Regions from separate parts of the Sus scrofa genome. Here all the other regions are linked to region 4. A link is a contact called in public Hi-C and HiChIP or PLAC-seq data. All regions are on one chromosome and are shown on one strand. The core of a region is the stretch at or near the end of the contact, and the rest is flanking DNA. Distances in the headings are between cores, read along the strand shown. Region 1 overlaps EEPD1 (endonuclease/exonuclease/phosphatase family domain-containing protein 1). Region 2 overlaps EEPD1 (endonuclease/exonuclease/phosphatase family domain-containing protein 1). Region 3 overlaps EEPD1 (endonuclease/exonuclease/phosphatase family domain-containing protein 1). Region 4 has its middle 70 kb from the start of EEPD1.

Evidence for each region. Hi-C and Micro-C count contacts between places; a contact is called where the count stands out from the background. HiChIP or PLAC-seq counts read pairs in DNA pulled down with a chosen protein or histone mark.
Region 1: a contact with region 4 is called in a Hi-C map of skeletal muscle, with 6 times the contacts expected there. The contact joins two enhancer-like sites. A contact is called at or near these places in 1 of 47 Hi-C or Micro-C datasets (skeletal muscle) and 2 of 2 datasets of contacts at active chromatin or transcription factors (alveolar macrophages and skeletal muscle).
Region 2: an H3K27ac HiChIP or PLAC-seq map of alveolar macrophages shows a contact between it and region 4. The contact joins two enhancer-like sites. A contact is called at or near these places in 3 of 47 Hi-C or Micro-C datasets (psoas muscle, retroperitoneal adipose tissue and undifferentiated spermatogonia) and 2 of 2 datasets of contacts at active chromatin or transcription factors (alveolar macrophages and skeletal muscle).
Region 3: a contact with region 4 is called in an H3K27ac HiChIP or PLAC-seq map of skeletal muscle. The contact joins two enhancer-like sites. A contact is called at or near these places in 2 of 2 datasets of contacts at active chromatin or transcription factors (alveolar macrophages and skeletal muscle).

The regions. Positions count from the first base shown.
Region 1 is chr18:37,883,973-37,886,672 of Sscrofa11.1, reverse strand. All of the region lies in intron 2 of EEPD1 (endonuclease/exonuclease/phosphatase family domain-containing protein 1), which reads left to right. Among named protein-coding and RNA genes, the nearest start is that of EEPD1, 64 kb to the left of the region's middle. Within about 2 kb of position 1,447, at least 4 of the 83 cell types and tissues checked have an H3K27ac peak or open chromatin away from gene starts, as enhancers often do. A contact at or near this core is called in skeletal muscle, where this site is marked.
Region 2 is chr18:37,824,963-37,827,662 of Sscrofa11.1, reverse strand. It overlaps EEPD1 (endonuclease/exonuclease/phosphatase family domain-containing protein 1), which reads left to right. Exons shown (of 8, transcript XM_013985720.2): 7 at 1,963-2,157; 8 at 2,543-2,700. Among named protein-coding and RNA genes, the nearest start is that of KIAA0895, 110 kb to the right of the region's middle. Within about 2 kb of position 1,307, at least 20 of the 83 cell types and tissues checked have an H3K27ac peak or open chromatin away from gene starts, as enhancers often do. A contact at or near this core is called in alveolar macrophages, retroperitoneal adipose tissue and skeletal muscle, where this site is marked.
Region 3 is chr18:37,862,945-37,865,644 of Sscrofa11.1, reverse strand. All of the region lies in intron 3 of EEPD1 (endonuclease/exonuclease/phosphatase family domain-containing protein 1), which reads left to right. Among named protein-coding and RNA genes, the nearest start is that of EEPD1, 85 kb to the left of the region's middle. Within about 2 kb of position 1,449, at least 9 of the 83 cell types and tissues checked have an H3K27ac peak or open chromatin away from gene starts, as enhancers often do. A contact at or near this core is called in skeletal muscle, where this site is marked.
Region 4 is chr18:38,017,260-38,019,959 of Sscrofa11.1, reverse strand. No RefSeq gene overlaps it. Among named protein-coding and RNA genes, the nearest start is that of EEPD1, 70 kb to the right of the region's middle. Within about 2 kb of position 1,344, at least 6 of the 83 cell types and tissues checked have an H3K27ac peak or open chromatin away from gene starts, as enhancers often do. A contact at or near this core is called in alveolar macrophages, retroperitoneal adipose tissue and skeletal muscle, where this site is marked.

The DNA.
Region 1 (2,700 bases), core at 198-2,697, 130 kb after region 4:
CCCGCCACCCCATCATATGCAGTCACAGCACCCTGTGCTTCTCTTTTGGAGCACTTGACAGTTTGTAACTAAGTGACCACTTGTGTTATTAACTGATCAGTGGAAGCGCACCCCCCCACCCCCACCGGCTTGTCAACTGCACGAGAGCTGGGCAGGGTCTGTCTGGTCCACTGTGGTTAATCAGGGTTGTGCGGCACAGGTTTGCCGGCAAGATGAGGACATGAAAGCCAGCAGCATGCGACCCAGGGAGGTAAATGGATCCGAAAGATGCAGAGAAGGTGTGGGGGGTCCGGGAGAGTTTCCGGAGGAGAATTTCAAGGACAGAGCAGGGACCAGTGCCAGGCAGTGGTAAGAGGTGGAGAAAGATCAATGGAGAAAGCACTTTAGAGTAAGGGCGGAAGCAGGTCCTGGGGGGAAGAGAATGTGGTCAGTCCTTCAAGAGCAAAGCTGGGCCCTCTGGCCTTGGATAGAGGACTGGAAGGTCTTCTCAGGGGAAGGGAAGTAAAGAAGATGGAACAAATCCAGTTATGCCTCGGTGTCCACAGGGCATTGGTTCCAGAAGCCCCATGGATACCAAAATTCGAGCATGGTCAAATCTCATGTATTTTTTTCCCGTAGGAGAAAAGCATCCGTATTCTATTGAATTTTTATGTACATGGGAGCTTTCACAAGAAAATAAAGACCTGAAGAAGTAACCAAAGCAGGAAGGTTTTTTATTGTTTAGACAAAGAACTAATACAAATAAACAAAAACAAAGAATTTACAAGACACAGCGGGGTTTGGGCTGGGGTAGTGAGTAGTGAAGAAATGACTGGGAGGATAAGGATTAGTTTAAAAAGGCTTATCCAGTCTCTTATATTAAATGCCCTCGTGCAATGAATGCAGCTGGCCCTCGGTATCCTCAGATCCTGGATTCCCCTCCGAGTCCTTCTTGCCGAGTGTGGTCAGGGAGATCTTAGATGTGTGCCATGTAAAGGTGGCTGTGCCAGAATCTTCATAAAGGAGCGTTCTCAGTTATCCCTGTTTCTCAAAGTGTGCTTCTCACTGGTTCTCAAGTTGTGGTTCCCTGCCTCTCCCTGGAACTCATTAGAAATGCAAATTCCTATTTAAATAGAAGACCCTGGGGTGGGGCTCCTCAGCTTGTTCTAACCACACTCTCTAAAGCTCCATAACCACTGCCCTAACTCCCAAAACACCAAGCAAGCAGTTGTTGGAAATTAACTTGCTCCGGAGACATTTATAAATGCAGGAGCTTCCAAGAGCTAGGATGGCGGTTTTCTTCTCGCCTGCTTCCTGGAAGACGATGAAGCTGTCACCTCAAAACCTATTTTGGAGTTCTTAAGGTTAGAGAATTGGGCTGATAAAGTTAGAGGCTCCTGTCTCCCAGAGGTGTCTTCCATGTTATGGTGGGTCAGCAGTTTCTGCTTGGATCCTGGGCAGCTTTCCTGGCCTGACTCTGAACACGAGTTTCTGAGCCAGCTGGTCAAGGCGGTGGGGAAGGGGGGACCTCCTGGGCCTCCCTGCATTCGCTGTTTGAAATTGAAGTCAGGGAAGGACCTGAGGGGTTACAGACTGGAGGATAAGGTTTCACACATAGCAGCTGGAATTCATAGCCCTGGCGTCTGGGACCTGTAGCTTTGAAAACATGGTGAGATGCTGCTGCTTAACAAAAACCAGCCCTGGCCCACCAGCCACCACCCTCGCTGGGTCACTGAGCTCCTGGTACACCTTGGGATTCCCCGCAGATGAAAGCTTGGTGGCCCCAACCAACTGCTGGTACTTCAACTAGAGTTGAAAATTGCCAATAAAATGTTCCATTTCTCTAGTGGTCAAATAAATGTAAATTTGAATAGCATGATAACACCTCTTCCACATATTAGATTAGGGAGGATTTACAGAAATTACACAGGGCAAGGGGGTGGGCTGTAGAACTGCCCGTGGAAGCCTAAATCTGCAAAGTAGTTTTGCAAAAGTTATTTACAATCTTAAAAATGCATATAGCCCTCAACCTCCTGGAAATTTTTTGTTTGGAACAAAATTATGCAGAAAGTAGTATGTTCAAAGTTTTTCACCAGAATGATAATTTTAGCAGTGAAAAATTAGAGCCTTGATGTCTAAAAAGCATACATCTAAATTTGTGTGTATCTGTATGTATGTATGTATGTATGTATCTATCTATCTATCTATCTATCTATCTATTTTCATTAAAATTACATCAAATAAGAGTTCCCATCGTGGCTCAGCGGAAACGAATCCGACTAGGAACCGTGAGGTTGCAGGTTTGATCCCTAGCCTTGCTCAGTGGGTTAAGGATCTGGCAGTTGCCGTGAGCTGTGGTGTAGGTCACAGACACAGCTCAGATCTGATGTTGTGGCTGTGGTGTAGACCGGTAGCTGTAGCTCTGATTGGACCCCTAGCCTGGGAACCTCTATATGCTGCTGGTGCGGCCCTAAAAAAAGTAAATAAATAAAAAATAAAATTATATCAAATAATACTTAACGACATGGTATCATGTCAATAATAATGGCAATAACTTATAACTTAATCACAATTTTTAAATACTAGAACCAGCATATACAATATGACTCCAATTTTATAAACTCTATGTATTCGCATTTTTAAGTCTAAAAAGATACACATCAACGTGGTAATGGTAATTCCGAGGTAGCAGGATCATGATTAATGTTTCTTTTTGTTCTC
Region 2 (2,700 bases), core at 58-2,557, 190 kb after region 4:
GTGGCTGTGGTGTAGACATACAGCTGACGCTCCAGTTTGGCCCCTAGCCCAGGAACCTCTGTATGCCTCAGGTGTGCTGTAAAACAAAAAGAGAGAGAGGAAGAAGATGAGTTGTAAGAAACCTGGATGATTCAGTTCAAAAAGAGTTGTGTCAGAGTTCCCATCGTGGCTCAGTGGAAACAAATCTGACTACCATCCATGAGGACGCAGGTTCGATCCCTGGCCTCACTCACTGGGTTAAGAATCTGACGTTGCCATGAGCTGTGGTGTAGGGCACAGAGGCATGGCTGTGGCTGTGGCATAGGCTGGCAGCTGCAGCTCGGATTCAACCCCTAGCCTGGGAACCTCCATATGCCGAGGGTGCGGCCCTAAGAAGACAAAAGACAAAGAAAAAAAAAAGAGCTGTGTTGTCATCCCTGACATTACACAGAGCTGAGTTTATTGGTCCTTGGCACCAGCGTCTCTCCTGGTTTCGGAATTGTCTTTTCCAGTCCAAACTTTATAGGCTTGCATCCCCGTGAAAAAAGCTCTACGTGGGAACCTTCTGCCTCCATCTTTCTTAATATCCGTTTTCCGTGATATTCAGTAAATGTAGCATCTTTCTCTTCTTTCTTTTCAAAAATACCCTGCACTTTAAATCTGAGGTTTTTCTCGTCTCTCTGTCACCATTTATTCCACACGTGTGGATCGAGGGTCTGCCAGGCAGCAGGCTCTGCTCCAGGCATGGGGGGCTTTTCTGTTCTCGCTCTTTGTTAAGAGCCCTGGGTTTGAGAGCTGCCTGGGGGATGTGAGCAAACCCTTCCACCTCTCAGGGCCTGATACCCTGCGAGGGCTCAGCAGAGGGTCATGAGCCCTGGCCACGTGTAACTTGTCAGTAGTAATATTCTCTAGTTGGCTTTCCTGTGGGAAGTTGGCACTGATTTCTCAAGACAGCTTGGTTGGGCTTGCCCTGCTCTGGGTGCCAAGGTAGCTGTGATCTAGCAGGAGGGATTACATCTCTGTGGGTCACACTGTGACTGCGGAAAAGGCTTCTGTCCCTCGCGCCCCCTGGAGGAGGCGGTCACGGGCAGGGCACGAGTGCCCTCTGCTGGTAGCTTTGTGTTATTTCCCTTTCAATTTCTTTCTCCAGCCATTATTACTGAAGCACATTTGCATCAAGGAAAAAGATTTGCTGAGGGTCTCAGATGCATTTGGCCCTCGTTTATGAACTGCTTTCCTTAAAGCTTCCCTTGAAGGGTGTGACAAGAATGCCGTTCCCTGCGGTAACCTGGCTCCACTGAAGGGAACCTCGAGACAGGAAGTGACGGTCCAGTTGGGCCGTCAGTGGGAATCCCAGGGAATGTAGCTAGGCCATCTGGCCTTCCTGAATGATCTACTCACTTTGGAAAAGACTTCACAACTATCTCACTTACTCTAGTAAATCAAACTCTGACAGAAATGTTGAAATACTTTAAAAAGAAAAGCTTTCCACTTTGTCTGAGTCTCCTCGGGCCACCATGACAAAATGCCACAGACTGGGTGGCTTCGACAACAGACACTTGCTTTCTCACAGTTCCAGAGGCTGGAAGGTCCATGATCAAGGTGTGGGCGGGGTTGGTTTCTTCTCCTTGACTTGTAGAGGCCGACTTCTCCCTGCATCTCCATGAGGTCTCCTCTGTGCTCCTTAAGTGTTTGTTGAGCTTTTGTTAAATATCTAAGTGTGACTTTTAAGCCTTCTATGCTGTGAGATTTGGAACCCATGATCCAGAACAACAGTGATCTCTGCATCACATCTCCAGATGTGTCACTGACCTACCCTTAAAGTTGCAGGGAAGAGGCGGGGTTTTGCGCAAGGAATTTGGAAAAATTGGGAGAATAACTTTGGGGAGTCAAATGAGAGTCCTCCTCCCGCTCAAAGGAGCTGTGATCAGTGTTGGTTTATTTCACCTCATTCATTCCTGACTTTCTTTCTTCTACTTCCAGGAGAAAAAGATGTGATCGTCTTAGGGGATTTCGGCCAGGGGCCAGACAGCAGTGACTACGACATCTTGAGGAAGGAGAAATTCCACCCCCTGATCCCCGCGCACACCTTCACCAACATCAGCACCAAGAATCCTCAAGGCTCGAAGACGCTGGACAACATCTGGATCAGTAAAAGCTTAAAGAAGGTTTTCACAGGTAAAGCATAAGTGCTGTTCAGAAACCAGTAAGAGACACCCGTCTGAACTGATGCTTTCAGATCATTTGGTCTGAATAAAAGCCACAAGCGAATTTCCCTCCTCTGTGGGCCTCTTTTGGGGTTAACTTTTAGGTGGCTGTATTCAAACAGAGCCACTTTAAGAGTGAAGGAGGGTGTGAAAAATAATGAAAGGCACTCACTGATCTGCAGCGGGGGAAGGCAAGTGTGTCCTGGACAGACCTCGTTCTGAGCTGAGACAGTTTGCACAGGCAGACAGGATGGCTGGGGGGGTCTTGTCGGGGAGCCCACCCCACCGCTGCCGGCTGGCCTATGACCTCCCAGCCCCCAGCCTGACCTCTGGGTCCCTCTCCCCTCTGCCTCCAGGTCACTGGGCTGTCGTGAGAGAAGGCCTCACGAACCCTTGGATTCCAGACAACTGGTCCTGGGGCGGAGTGGCTTCGGAACACTGCCCCGTGCTCGCCGAGTTTTACACGGAGAAGGACGGCAGCAGGAAGGAGGGCCCTCGGAACAGCAGCGGGGTC
Region 3 (2,700 bases), core at 200-2,699, 150 kb after region 4:
GAGGGGCCACACAGCCAAGCCAGGGTGGGGTCCTAATAGCTCATGGCTCCAGCAGAGGAGAGGGTTGCCGTGGAAGAGGAGGGCGGAGAGTGGGGGTTCAGACAGCCCCCTCCTTCCTAACCGCATTATCTTGGGTTATTAACCCTCTCTGTGCTTTTCCTTCCCCGTCTGTAAAGTGGGAATCTTTAAAACCTGAAAGTCACGAAAGCACCGAGAGGGCTAAGTAGACAGTCGATGTGAGGGGCTTAGCGCCATGCCTGGCAACTGCTGAACTGAGATCCTGCCACCGTGGGACGGGTCACTTGCAGACGGACGGTTCCGACAGCGGGGGCCTGCCCATGCCTTTCTCTTGTAAGATGGAAGCTGTTTGGAAGGGATCCTTTCCCTCGCGGCTCCTTGTAGGGTTAAGTCTGACCCATAACATGTTTAAATTATGTCAAACAGAATATAAAAGGCTAAAAAACAGCAGCAGTGTTTGCGGGTCTCTTAGACAGTACGACTCAGGGCTTTTCCTCCTTAGCATTAGACATTGTCATTATGAGCTTAGCGGTCAAAATTACCAGCCATTGGCCTGATTGTGCTTTTCCTGGTTTTAGGTAGGGAGCCTGCCCGTTTTTGGAAGCGCCAGACTTGCTGGGTTTCTGCAGCGCACAGAGCAGTGTAGGGAGGCTTTGTTGAAGGGGGGGCCGGGTCCCCTCCCAACCTCGCCTCTCTTTGACTGTTGGACCTGGCAGAGGGCCTATCTCGAAGGCCAAGACCCCTTCCCTTATCCGTGAAACTATCTATTCTTTCTATGGTTCCTTCCTCTGAAAGTCTCCAAAAGTCTTGGGTTTCATAGTTGATCCCTGATGACATGGTGAAGAGGGGAAAGTCTCCTTTTCATACTCTGTTTTCTGATGTTTTTTTCTCTGCTCCTTGCTCCCGTGATCCTTACCAGATGAGGGCTTCCATGTTTCATCTGCCTGACTCGCCCTAAAAACACACTCTCTGGGGAGAGGAGAACGGTGGACGCCTGCCCACTGACCCCATATGTAGGTCCATAGGGTCCCAGTTTTTACCTCTTCAAAGGCAGGCTCTGTCTTAATTCAGATGCGGCAGATCTGGGGGGTGAAGACAGGGGACACCTGGGAGGTCAAGTGAGTTTATTTCTCTTCTCCACTAACACTACGTAAAGCAGTTTCCCAGATGAGTGACAGTGATTTGTCCTTTATTTAAAAAATAAGTTGTAAAAATAATTGCTTCTTATTCTAAAAATATGTTAGAACCTTGAGGGGGTGGTTTAATATGCACAGCTGTCGGAACAGGTGACATTTCTTTGCAAAAGTGTTTTGGATCTGATGTGCTTTTTTTTGGGGCCAAACGTCCCTGAGTCGCCGAGAGCGAGTACATGCTCTGAGACAGGTGCAGGCCACGGCGCACTCCCTCTGCTCCATGCTTTAAGAGCAGGACGCTCTTGTTTTTCTGAACTTAAGTCACACAGACTTGTTTCCCAGGCTTTATAAACAGGCCCATCTAATGCCTTAAATGTGTCATCACATGAAAGGAAATAAAAATATTGGTACAGCTTGATTTAGTAAGATCATTTTTCAATGACCCTTTCAAACAGCTTCCTGCAAAGCTGCAAACAATAGTTTGGCTGTTCTCTCCAGCTGGAGGTCACCCTCGCCCTGGAAGGGCCAGAGGGCAGAGCACCAGCTGACCCCACCCGAGGCTCAAGCCCGCTGGAAGAGCTGCCTGTGTGAACCCAGCCTCCTGGAGGCTCAGGATGCCGACTCAGGGTCATTGGCCTGTCTTACACCCGCCCCCATTTGACTTGGACAAAATGCCTGCCAGTCTTCGTGCCTGCTGCTGCTAGATGTTTCCCTAGAATTTACTCTTCGTCTAGTTTTCCTGCAAGTCATGCAGATGATTGCTGAGGCCTTTCCAAGTGAGATAAAAGTGTCTGTACACTTCACCAGCAAGCCTGAGACTAGACAAATTGAACTGGATGTTTGCACTTGGTGGCTAATCAGGGACTCTGCCAGCTGAACCCTAGTGGTGGCCAACATTGGAATTAGAAGTTAGTAGCTTCCTGTGGATTTGGGGGAGGAAATAGGAGGTGAATAATTGTTAGGTAGATGTGTATGAATAACCTAAGGATGCTGAGTGCTTGTATCTGTAATTGGTGGTAGTGCTTTCTGAACACACACACATGTACATACGTAAGCTCTGTTATTACAGACTGCTGGAGGTGTTTTCACTGTGATTTGGACTGCCTGTTAATTTATTTTGTGCTTATGTTGTGTCTAAATCACACTGCATACCGAGGGAGATAAAGTTATAAAAATACATTTGAATGGTATATATAGGATCCCAGAATGTCAGAGTTGAGGGCAGCTCTTGAAGCCATTGACTCCAACCCTGTCATCTGTCATTTTGCAGACAGGGCACAGAGGCCAGAGGTGTGGAAGGATCCTCCTTGCCCAGGGCCCCTAGCAGTTGCATTGGTAGAACCAGGACCAACCCCAGTGGACTGGGCTCCCTTCCAGAGCTCCCTTCAGTGTGGCTGCTGCCTGTCTTCCATCGTCTTGTTTATCCTGGGTGTCAGCATTAACAGGCCTTCTGTCTCTGTGTATGCCGGGGGTGGGAGCGGATGCAGAGGGTCCATCCCTGCTCCAGGTGCCGGAGAACCGAAACCCGGGTTTTCTTGTAGCGAAACAG
Region 4 (2,700 bases), core at 95-2,594:
ACCTCAGAGCCTTCTCTTCTGCATAGAAGGCTTCCTACCATCCTCTACTGCCCCTGGCATCTCAGTGTCACGGCCTCACAGAGTCAGCCCTGACCCTCTGGATGGGGGGGGGGGTGGTGATGAGCCGCTGTGCTTTTCTCTCAGAGCACAGCACAGTCTGTGCTTACATATCATGTGAATTTTTAAAAGCAATGTCTGTCTCTCCTGTTAGAGGGTAAGCACCACGCAGGCAGGGGACCTCCATCTGTTTGACTCAAAATCCTGTCTCCTGGGGCTTATATGTTGGAGGGCGGGAGGGGAAGATTGAACAACCTGAGATGAGCATGGAAGCAGGAAGAGGAGAATGGGGTTCCAGTCCTGGTTGGTTGCCCATTTGCTGCCCAACAATTTGGCAAGCTGCTCCTCTTCTCTGAGATTCTATTTCCTCCTCTGATGAAAGAGGGGGTCACTCTTCCAGAGGTGTCAGTCTCTAGCTTGGGTCAAGTCGTGCCCAGCCCTCCTTCCGCAAGTCTGAAGTGGGCCCCGGTCCACAGTCTCACTGAGCCCCTGAGATGCTGATGCCTACTGGGGGCGTATTTCGATAACACTGGGCTGGCTGGATTCTGAGGTCCTTCCTAGCTATGGCATTTTGTAATGCAGTTAGCATCCAGTTTCTGAGATCTGGGCATGAAGAAGACAGAGAGGCCTGAGGAAAAAGTGTGACATCTCAGAATGTGCGTTCGTCCCAGAGTTAGCAGGCCATGCTGTCTGTCAGAGGCAGCGGAGAGACCTTGGCTGCTATTTTCTTTGTAACTCACCATGCTTGGAGTCAGCACTTTGTAATAGAAGGCATGCAATACTGTGCACTCTGTGTTAAAGGTATCCTGCCAATAATGAACTCTTCTCAGAAGACTCAAGAAACCATTCAGGACCTTGAAAAGGAAAAATCTGGGAGAGAGGGATGGCCGTATGATTCTCTCTCTCTTCTCCCCGCTCCTTTCCAAAAATCACAAGAGACACGTGGGAAACCACATAAAATAAATGTATGGCTTTGCGAGTTCCAAGATGAGCAGTTCTTAATCACCACTCCCATCATGACCAGAGCTTCGCCAGTCACCCCAGAAGCCCCCCACATCCTCTCAACTCCTTCCTTTCCCTTAAAAACAAACACTCTCCTGACGAAATTACCATTTCCTGTGTTTCTTTATGGTTCTATCGCCTGATCGTGCCTTCCTCGGCTCTAGAGTTTCATCGCGCCGTTGGAAAACATTGGTTTCATCTTTTAGGTCCCATCAGATTCACAGTCCCACCCTCGAGGACAGAGGGACACGTCCCCACAGAGCGTCTCCTGGTGGGGATTTTGCTGATTGCACTCGTGGTGCCGTTCAGTGAGTTCCTCTGTGCACCGTATTTCCTGAACGTTGGCAGCTGACATCAGAGGTTTCATCAGTCTCATTTCCAATCCATTTGGCAAGGCTGTAGGCAGTGGTGTGTTCTTTCATCAGAAGGCACATAATGTCTGGGTTTTGCCCCCTTCTTCCCCCCCTCCCCTCCCTCTCCCCTCCCCCTTTCTCCTCCTCCTCACTGTCTTTCTCTCTCCCTCCTTTTCATGGATGTTCGTGATAAGTGTCCATGCATCCGTTAGGGACTGAAAAGCAGTGACAGTCTAATTCTATAATTTCTTTTTTATGTAATTGTTGTGATATTGCAGGAAGAGACACTTTCCACATCTACACTTTGGTTACCTGGTGGTATCCCCTGTACAGGAAAAGCAAATAAACGTTTCCTTCTCTCCTTTATGTAGCTCTCTTCAAGCTAATATCATACGCTCCAGGTGATCACGTACTTTTAAAAAAATATTATGAACTCAGAGAATGTTAGATGAGTTTCAATCTATCTGAACTCTTCTTCTTCTTCTTTTTTTTTTTTTTTTTTGTCTTTTTAGGGACACAACCGAGGCATATAGAGGTTCCCAGGCTAGGGGTCAAATCAGAGCTGTAGCTGCCAGCCTACACCACAGCCACAGCAATGGGGATCCCAGCTGCGTCTGCAACCTACACCACAGTTCACAGCAACACTGGATCCTTAACCCACTGAGCAAGGCCAGGGATCAAACCTTCATCCTCATGGATACTAGTCAGGTTTGTTTCCACTGAGCCACAATGGGAACTCCTGAAATTCAAATGGTTTCTCTTTGGCCAGAGGAAACCTGTTCAGGTTGGCCAGGGGCGGGGAGGGGGGTCCTTCTTAATGATGGGGGCCTCCCTTCTCTCCTCTAACCTGAAGAGAAATCCTACTTTCCCCTCCCTTTGCTCCTGGGACTCTTGAGCACAAAGTTAAAAACATCCCTTCCCTGTAGCTCTAGTTCTGCCTCTGGCTGTGAGCTTTCTCAACGACATGTGTCTGTGTATCTCAAGAATGCATCTTCCTCTTGCCAGAAGTATCTGGATTCACTTGCTAAAAAGTCAAGGTCAACCGTCAGGGCTAAGAGGACCCTAAGAAGACAGGACAGCTACATGTCACATGATGTCCTAGATGGGATCCTGGAACAGAAAAAGGACGTTAGGTAAAAGCTAAGGAAATTGGAACAAAGCATGGCTACTAAGAGTGAAACAATCATTAATTGTTACGAACGTACCGTACTAAAAGGTGTTAGAGGTTAATAATAAAGGAAACTGGTATGGGTTATATGGGAACGCCCTGCATTATCTTTGCAATTTT